Linked DNA regions of Mus musculus: region 2 is linked to region 1. Evidence: chromatin contacts called from public promoter capture Hi-C data. All regions are on one chromosome and are shown on one strand. Each heading gives the region's core, a stretch centred on a gene start, on an enhancer-like site or on the middle of the called end of the contact. The rest is flanking DNA. Distances are from core to core; before and after follow the strand shown.

Region 1 (3,155 bases), core at 300-2,799:
CGAGAGTGTATCTTCCTCCTCTGGCCTAGGTAAGATGTCTTAGGACTGGACCCTTATTTAATCTGTCTGTCTGCTCTTCTATCTATCATCTATTGTGTTGTTGTAGTTGTGGGTTTGTTTGCTTGTTTTTTGAGACAAATAGACAGATGTAATATGAATTCCAGTAACAGGAATAGTGAACTGCAGAAATGGTTGTTCTGGTAATTATGGCGAGCCGCTCAAACCCTTCCACCAGCGTTATATATGCTGTTGGGTGTGGAATCGCCTTTTAAAAAATTAATGTTTATTTTCTGTGTGTGTACACACATGGGAATAGGGGCTGGGTGTGGCACGTGCAGGCACATGCAGATAGAAGGATACCTTTTGGGAGTAGAGCCCCTCCCACCATGGGGTCTCGAGGGTTAAGCTCCAGTTGTCAGTAGGGTTGGCAGTCTCCTAACTCTGAAAAGATTGGAATACTAAATGCATGTGTTGGATAAGGGTCTGTGGGATTGTGCCCTTCTGGGAGCTGAAGTGTTTGCTGCCTTTTATCTTTCCACCGCCTTTGAAGCCCAGATGTCTATTAAACCGTATGTTCATGAACACTGTATTCTTCTCAGTGCTAGCTTCACACAGTGCTCCGGGAAGGAGGGCTCTTCCCCAGAGAGCCTCAGGAATCCACCACACCTATAAGTTCTTGGAGTCACACATGTAAAACTTTGGCTCTAACGGAGGGATCTCTCTTCCTCTGGTAAGAGGTTGAGAGTATTACTCTGAGCTGGTTCCGATGCCTGCCTCATTTGTGCAACACACAAGAGCGAATCCCAGCCATGTGGTGGCACTGGGGGTCTGGGTCAGTAAAGTGTACTGATTGTGGCTCTGTCCTTTCTTCTCTCCTTAGGTGAGGAGGACCCCCCTACCCTCCCTTCCAAGCTCCTTGCCTCTGGGGTGTCCAGAGAACATGGTTGCCACAGCCACACTGACGAACTGCAAGCGCTTGCTCCTTTGTAAGGACTCGGAAGAGTCTAAGCATCGCCACTTTAGCTGCTGATCTCTCTGGCTCCCCAGTTCACCTCTGTGGTTGTGCAGCCTACTTGGAGCTGAAGGCGCACACGGGGATATCTGGAATGAAATTCTGGCTAGCACTCGATCTGTTCTGCTCCAGCCTTCTAAGGGATACTTAGCAAAGTCTCCAGTTTCCCAAAAGCATATGGAACCCTGAAAGGCATGTCCATTAGATCTGACTGCAGCTGTCCATCTCAGACTGATCCTTGGATCTGAGCCTGCTCTGAGAGGGGTAGAGTGGAAACAGGTAACGAGAAATAGGAAAGCTCCCACACAGCCTGCTCTGGCTTCACTTGAACTCTGGCTACTTAAACTCAAAATGCTTTGTGGAAAAGCCCTCTCGGCATCCTTACAGCTTACTTACCCATGTCAAGTACTGCTGGGACCCAGGCTGCGCTGCAGGTCATGTTTCTGTCCATTTTGATGTGGAACTTACACTGTCCTGAGTGTTAAGTAAACCTTGAGTCCAAGGTCCAGACAATGATTGAACATTCATCCAGTCACGTTTTGTAAAACAGCTCTCTCTCTCTTACTGGGAAACATGACCAACCAGGACAGAATCCTGTGGGGCTGGACCATCTTGTTTGTCCTACGTGAAACTGGCTGATTAATGTGCAGACGTTGTCAGGACCTGGGCGTTTTCCCTGCATCGAGGTAGCCATCTCATGGGAGCCTTAGCCATCTGTTTAGTTTCTCCCTGGGCTACATTTACTGCTCTGTAGCTCGGGTGGTGACGGCTGGACGTGGAGGACTGCTATCCATTACTCAGCTGGGCAGCAACATTATTAGAATCGTGGTTTGTATTTTGGCTGGTGCCGTGTCTTGAATTTTAGAGGTCAGAATCCACTAATACTCGTCAGTGTACGGGAGACGGTGGCCAGTTAATCTGCTGGTTTTGACAAGTGACAAACCTCCTTTTCAGAAGGCAGAAAGGAGGGGATTGTTACAAAAGTAAATGTTCTATTTTTATGAATGAATCTTGTACAGAAATTCTGTTTCCAAAGGTAAACCATCTCTTCCTATCCTGTACCTTAATTAGATGTATATAACGATGAGTCTGTCTCCCCCTTAGAAACCTTTATCCCTTGCTCTGGCTCACTTGGTTTGAGCATCCTTCTCCACTGTTAGCATGGGTGCTGTTGGATTTTGGCAGCCTATCTTCTCAGCATTCTGTTACGAACCATTGATTTTTCTTACTACTCCACCAGATTGGACCAGCATTAAGGGGGTTGCTGAGAAAGATCCCAAGGTCAGGTGTGGAGGTGAGATGAGCCGGGGATTTCCCTTCTAGGCACCTTTGCAGTGGGGTGGGGGGTGGGGGAAGGGAGCCCTTAGTTCCTGCTGAGAAGAAGCGGTTTGTGTGCATTTTGGATGGAAACACCCTTCTCCCTGCTCTGCACAGGCAGCTGGCAGCTTCTCAGGAGAGCGTGCTCCACATGTTCTCTAGCAGAGAACAGAGCAGCTGCTCTGGGCAAGCTGTGAGCTGGTCTCGCAGTAAAACCAGGCATCTCTGCAGAGGAGTTCACGCCATATTATCACTGTGGAATCCAGACTGAGCAGACAGAGCTCCCACCTCCATGAGGCTCTCCTGGCCGTGCTCAGTCTTGGCATTCATTCTGTGAGGGAGATTGGTGGGCCTAAATTGCTAATGTATGACCGTTCCCTGGGAACATCATCAGAGAATGTTTTTCTCTTTTTAAATTGAGGCCAAGAAATATTTTATCCCCCCCCCCAAAGAGCCATTAGAAACCACATTTCGGATAGATACTGAGCTTTGCATGTGGAGTGTGGGGTCCCTGAGAGTGCCCAGGAGCAGCATGGGGCCCTGGGTGGAGGAGGGCTTAGCTTCACTGGATCCCAGGCCCAGGCTCGATGCATGAACTCAGATGAGGAAACTGGAGGGCAGCCCTGTGAGCCATCTAGCTTGCTAGTCCAAAAAGTCAGAGTCAGGTGAAGTTTTGTTTGTGTTTAGCCATTGGGTGACTTTATTTTGACATACAAGTGTTTTTGATCAGAAGAGAGAGCCAGATTCTAACGTGCCAGGTGATGGTTTCTTAGCCCTGAAGGAGCAGATAGTGGGCGGAGCCATAGTATTAGCCAGCCTCTTTCCC
Region 2 (3,155 bases), core at 278-2,777, 280 kb after region 1:
AAAGGCGTGCACCACCACGCCCGGCACCTGAAAGGCATCTTAACAGCTCGGCTATCTCTCCATTCCCATGAGAACTTATCTTTTTAGAAAAGAAAAAAAAAAGGTATCTTTATGTATGTAGTAATACTCTTTGCTTTGTCCGTCTCTAGGGAACATGTTGAAATCTTGCAGGGTAAAGACTAAAGATGACACATTACCTTCCTTTGGATGCTTTGTGGTTGTCATGAGAAAGCCCCATGGTAGTATATTTCACTCACAAGGCTGGACTTTGGGCAATCAGATCTCTGTTGTTTTTTTTTTTGTTTGTTTGTTTGTTTGTTTTTTTTTTTTTGTTTTTTCGAGACGGTTACTCTGTGTGGCCCTGGTTGTCCTGGAACTCACTCTGTAGACCAGGCTGGCCTCGAACTCAGAAATCCGCCTGCCTCTGCCTACCAAGTGCTGGGATTAAAGGCGTGCGCTACCACGCCAGGCTGCAATCAGATCTCTGAACACAGTTGGGGCCTCTGCAAAAGAACAAAACATGTCGGGGGTGGGCACCATCTGGTCTCAGTATGCATTTTGGTGCCACATTTTGAGTTGATAGAACTCTAACTACTGGAGACAGAAGATTGTATTAGCCCATGGCTTCAGGCATGGTGAGATCCAGGATGGTTTGGTTTGGTTAAGTTTCCTCCCTCACTCAGTAATTCTCTCCAGCCTTTATCTTGTGTGCCCCTTTCTTCTCACCTGTGGTAAATAGATTTGTTCTGTGTGATCAGGGAGAATGGCCACAAGAAACTTCTGTGTGTGTCATCTCTGAACTCACAGGACCAGAGGAATACTCCTGCTCTTTCTCATCCCTGAATGGGGATCGTGGCACTCTCCATTTGATTGGACCTGGAGAAGCCAACGCAGACTATACAAGGGGCACCCGGGATAGTGGGGTCCTGTTGTAGGAGATAGTGGGTTTTTGTGTATGGTTATCCACCACTGTTTTCCGTTGTGCTTTTGAAGAATAAACATCAAAGGGTGTGTGTTGGAGAGCTGCCTTTTGTGTGAGCCTGGCCTGCCATGGTTCTTTAGTTCACTCAGTGTCCAGGTCACACAGAGAGATATGTGAAAAGGTGCATGGGCGGCAGAGGGTTCCCACTCCTTAAAAGCTTTGGCCATGCCCTTCCTTTCTTACAGATGATTTGTGTCTGTCAGCAACAGGAAGTTGCTCAAAACAGATCCACCCAGTCCTGCTGCTGACCCTATGGTGGTTTCTTTTTGTCGTTGTGTAGCGGTCCATCAGCTTCCGCAGCGAGAGCCGCCCCGACATCCTTGCCCCCCGAGCTTGGTCCAGAAATGCCACCTCCTCAAGCACAAAGCGGAGAGACAGCAAACTGTGGAGTGAGACCTTCGATGTGTGTGTCAATCAGGTGCTCACGGCCAAGGAGATCAAGAGACAGGAGGTAAGCTCGGGACCCCTGGAGCTGCCTGTGTGTCTGTCCATCAGAAGGTTCCCTGCAGACAAGAATCAGTTTATCAGCGCTCAGAGCCAGGTCTCGTGGGGAGGGATAATGTTGTAAAAAAAGCAAGCGATGTTGCAATATTGAAGCTAAGTGTCCGGTTAGGATTCATCCACTCACAAAGACAATCATCTTCATTTTATTTATATCTCTTACCTTTTATTGTTATTATTTTTGTTTGTTTGGTTTGGTTTTTGCTGTTGTTGTTTTGTTTTTGTTGGTTTTTGTTTGTTTTTGAGACAAACTCTCTCTTTAGTTCTGGCTGTCTGGAAACTCACTATATAAGCCAGGTTGGCATCAAACCCAGAGATCTGCCTGCCTGCCTCTGCCTCTCAAGAGTGGGGATTAAAGGCATGGACTACCGTGCATGGCTACAGTCATTTATATTTTTAGTAACTTTTAGGAAGTTTTAAAAAATATTTGGCTTTTAGAACTTTGGTACACCTTTATAAAGGAAAACTTCTTTCTTGTGGAGGACAGTTAATTTGCCCATAAGTTTTCTATAACCCCATCTCTAAGTGGCTGTGATGGCACCCCCTTCTCTAGAGGGTTTGTCAGTACAGCTTTGCTCGCTTCTTCATACATGGTGCTGCAAAACTTGCAGAGAACCCTTTGCTTTTCCTCCTGTGTGCTAGGATTATTGGTATTCACTAGTATACTGGTTCTCTCTCTGTCTCTGTCTGTCTATCTGTCTGTCTGTCTGTCTGTCTGTCTCTCTCTCTCTCTCTCTCTCTCTCTCTCTAAAACTACCTGAGGACCCTGGCAAAAGGGGTACTAGGAGCTATTGAAATACTCAAAGTACTATATGGCTGTAGAGATTGAGATGGTGTGTTTGTGTGTGTATGTACGTGCGTGCGTGCTTGGGTAACTTAGTAGATGAAGCAAGGCACAAAACAGTGCTACCACATATCTAAAATGATTGTGTGTATGTATGTGTGTGTGTGTATGTATGTATGTACACACACACATACACACACACATACATATTATATATATATGAATGAATTTGTGTGCATGCATGAAAATATTTCTGGAAGGATGCCTAAAATATTGGCAACAGTGTTTCTTCCTGAAGTTCCTGGAAGAAGGGCCTGAGAGTGCAGGTTCTTTCCAGGGTGTCCATTCTGTGCGGTCTGTGTTGGGTACCATATAAATGTATTGCCTATCAAACAGTGACTACAGCCTTTAAAGTAATGCAGGCACCCTCCAAAGTCCCATGTGGAAACATGACAACATCTTATGTGATATTAGGACTGTGGGTTTGATCTTCACCTGTGGGGCATGCAGAGTCTCATATCCTCAAGCAGAAGGGACTACGCTGCATGATGACTGTCAGTGATGGAAGCTTCAGGCTGGGTGGGTAGCCTCTAGTAAAACCCAGGGGGGATAACAGCAGTCAGACTTCCGCACTGTCCTAGTTTTTTGTTTGTTTTTTGTCAACTTGGCACAGTTAGCTTATCTGGGAAATGGAAACTTGATTGAAAAAAAAAATGCCTCCATCGGATTAGCAACAGGCAAGTCTGTGGGGTGTTGTCTTGATGAATGATTGGTCTGGGAGGGCCCAGCCCACCATGAGCAGTACCAGCCTTGCACAGGTGGTCCTTTATAGTAGTAGAAAACAGGTTGACAGGCCAGTAAGTAGCATTTTCCTATGACAGTGGTTCT

The links. Promoter capture Hi-C pulls out the DNA fragments that hold promoters and counts their contacts.
Region 2: a contact with region 1 is called in a promoter capture Hi-C map of liver. The contact joins two enhancer-like sites. A contact is called at or near these places in 5 of 39 promoter capture datasets (the C10 cell line, embryonic stem cells, hippocampal neurons and 2 more), 2 of 115 datasets of contacts at active chromatin or transcription factors (both in embryonic stem cells) and 1 of 9 other capture datasets (embryonic stem cells).

The regions. Positions count from the first base shown.
Region 1 is chr14:27,100,397-27,103,551 of GRCm38.p6, forward strand. Il17rd (interleukin 17 receptor D) reads left to right here. Exons shown (of 13, transcript NM_134437.3): 12 at 1-29; 13 at 881-3,155. The coding sequence ends at 990. Among named protein-coding and RNA genes, the nearest start is that of Il17rd, 63 kb to the left of the region's middle. Within about 2 kb of position 1,550, at least 24 of the 459 cell types and tissues checked have an H3K27ac peak or open chromatin away from gene starts, as enhancers often do. A contact at or near this core is called in liver, where this site is marked.
Region 2 is chr14:27,378,329-27,381,483 of GRCm38.p6, forward strand. It overlaps Arhgef3 (Rho guanine nucleotide exchange factor (GEF) 3), which reads left to right. Exons shown (of 10, transcript NM_001289687.1): 3 at 1,263-1,433. Gm52096 (a long non-coding RNA gene) reads right to left here. Exons shown (of 3, transcript XR_003951012.1): 3 at 1,401-1,485. Among named protein-coding and RNA genes, the nearest start is that of Gm52096, 3.7 kb to the right of the region's middle. Within about 2 kb of position 1,528, at least 69 of the 459 cell types and tissues checked have an H3K27ac peak or open chromatin away from gene starts, as enhancers often do. A contact at or near this core is called in liver, where this site is marked.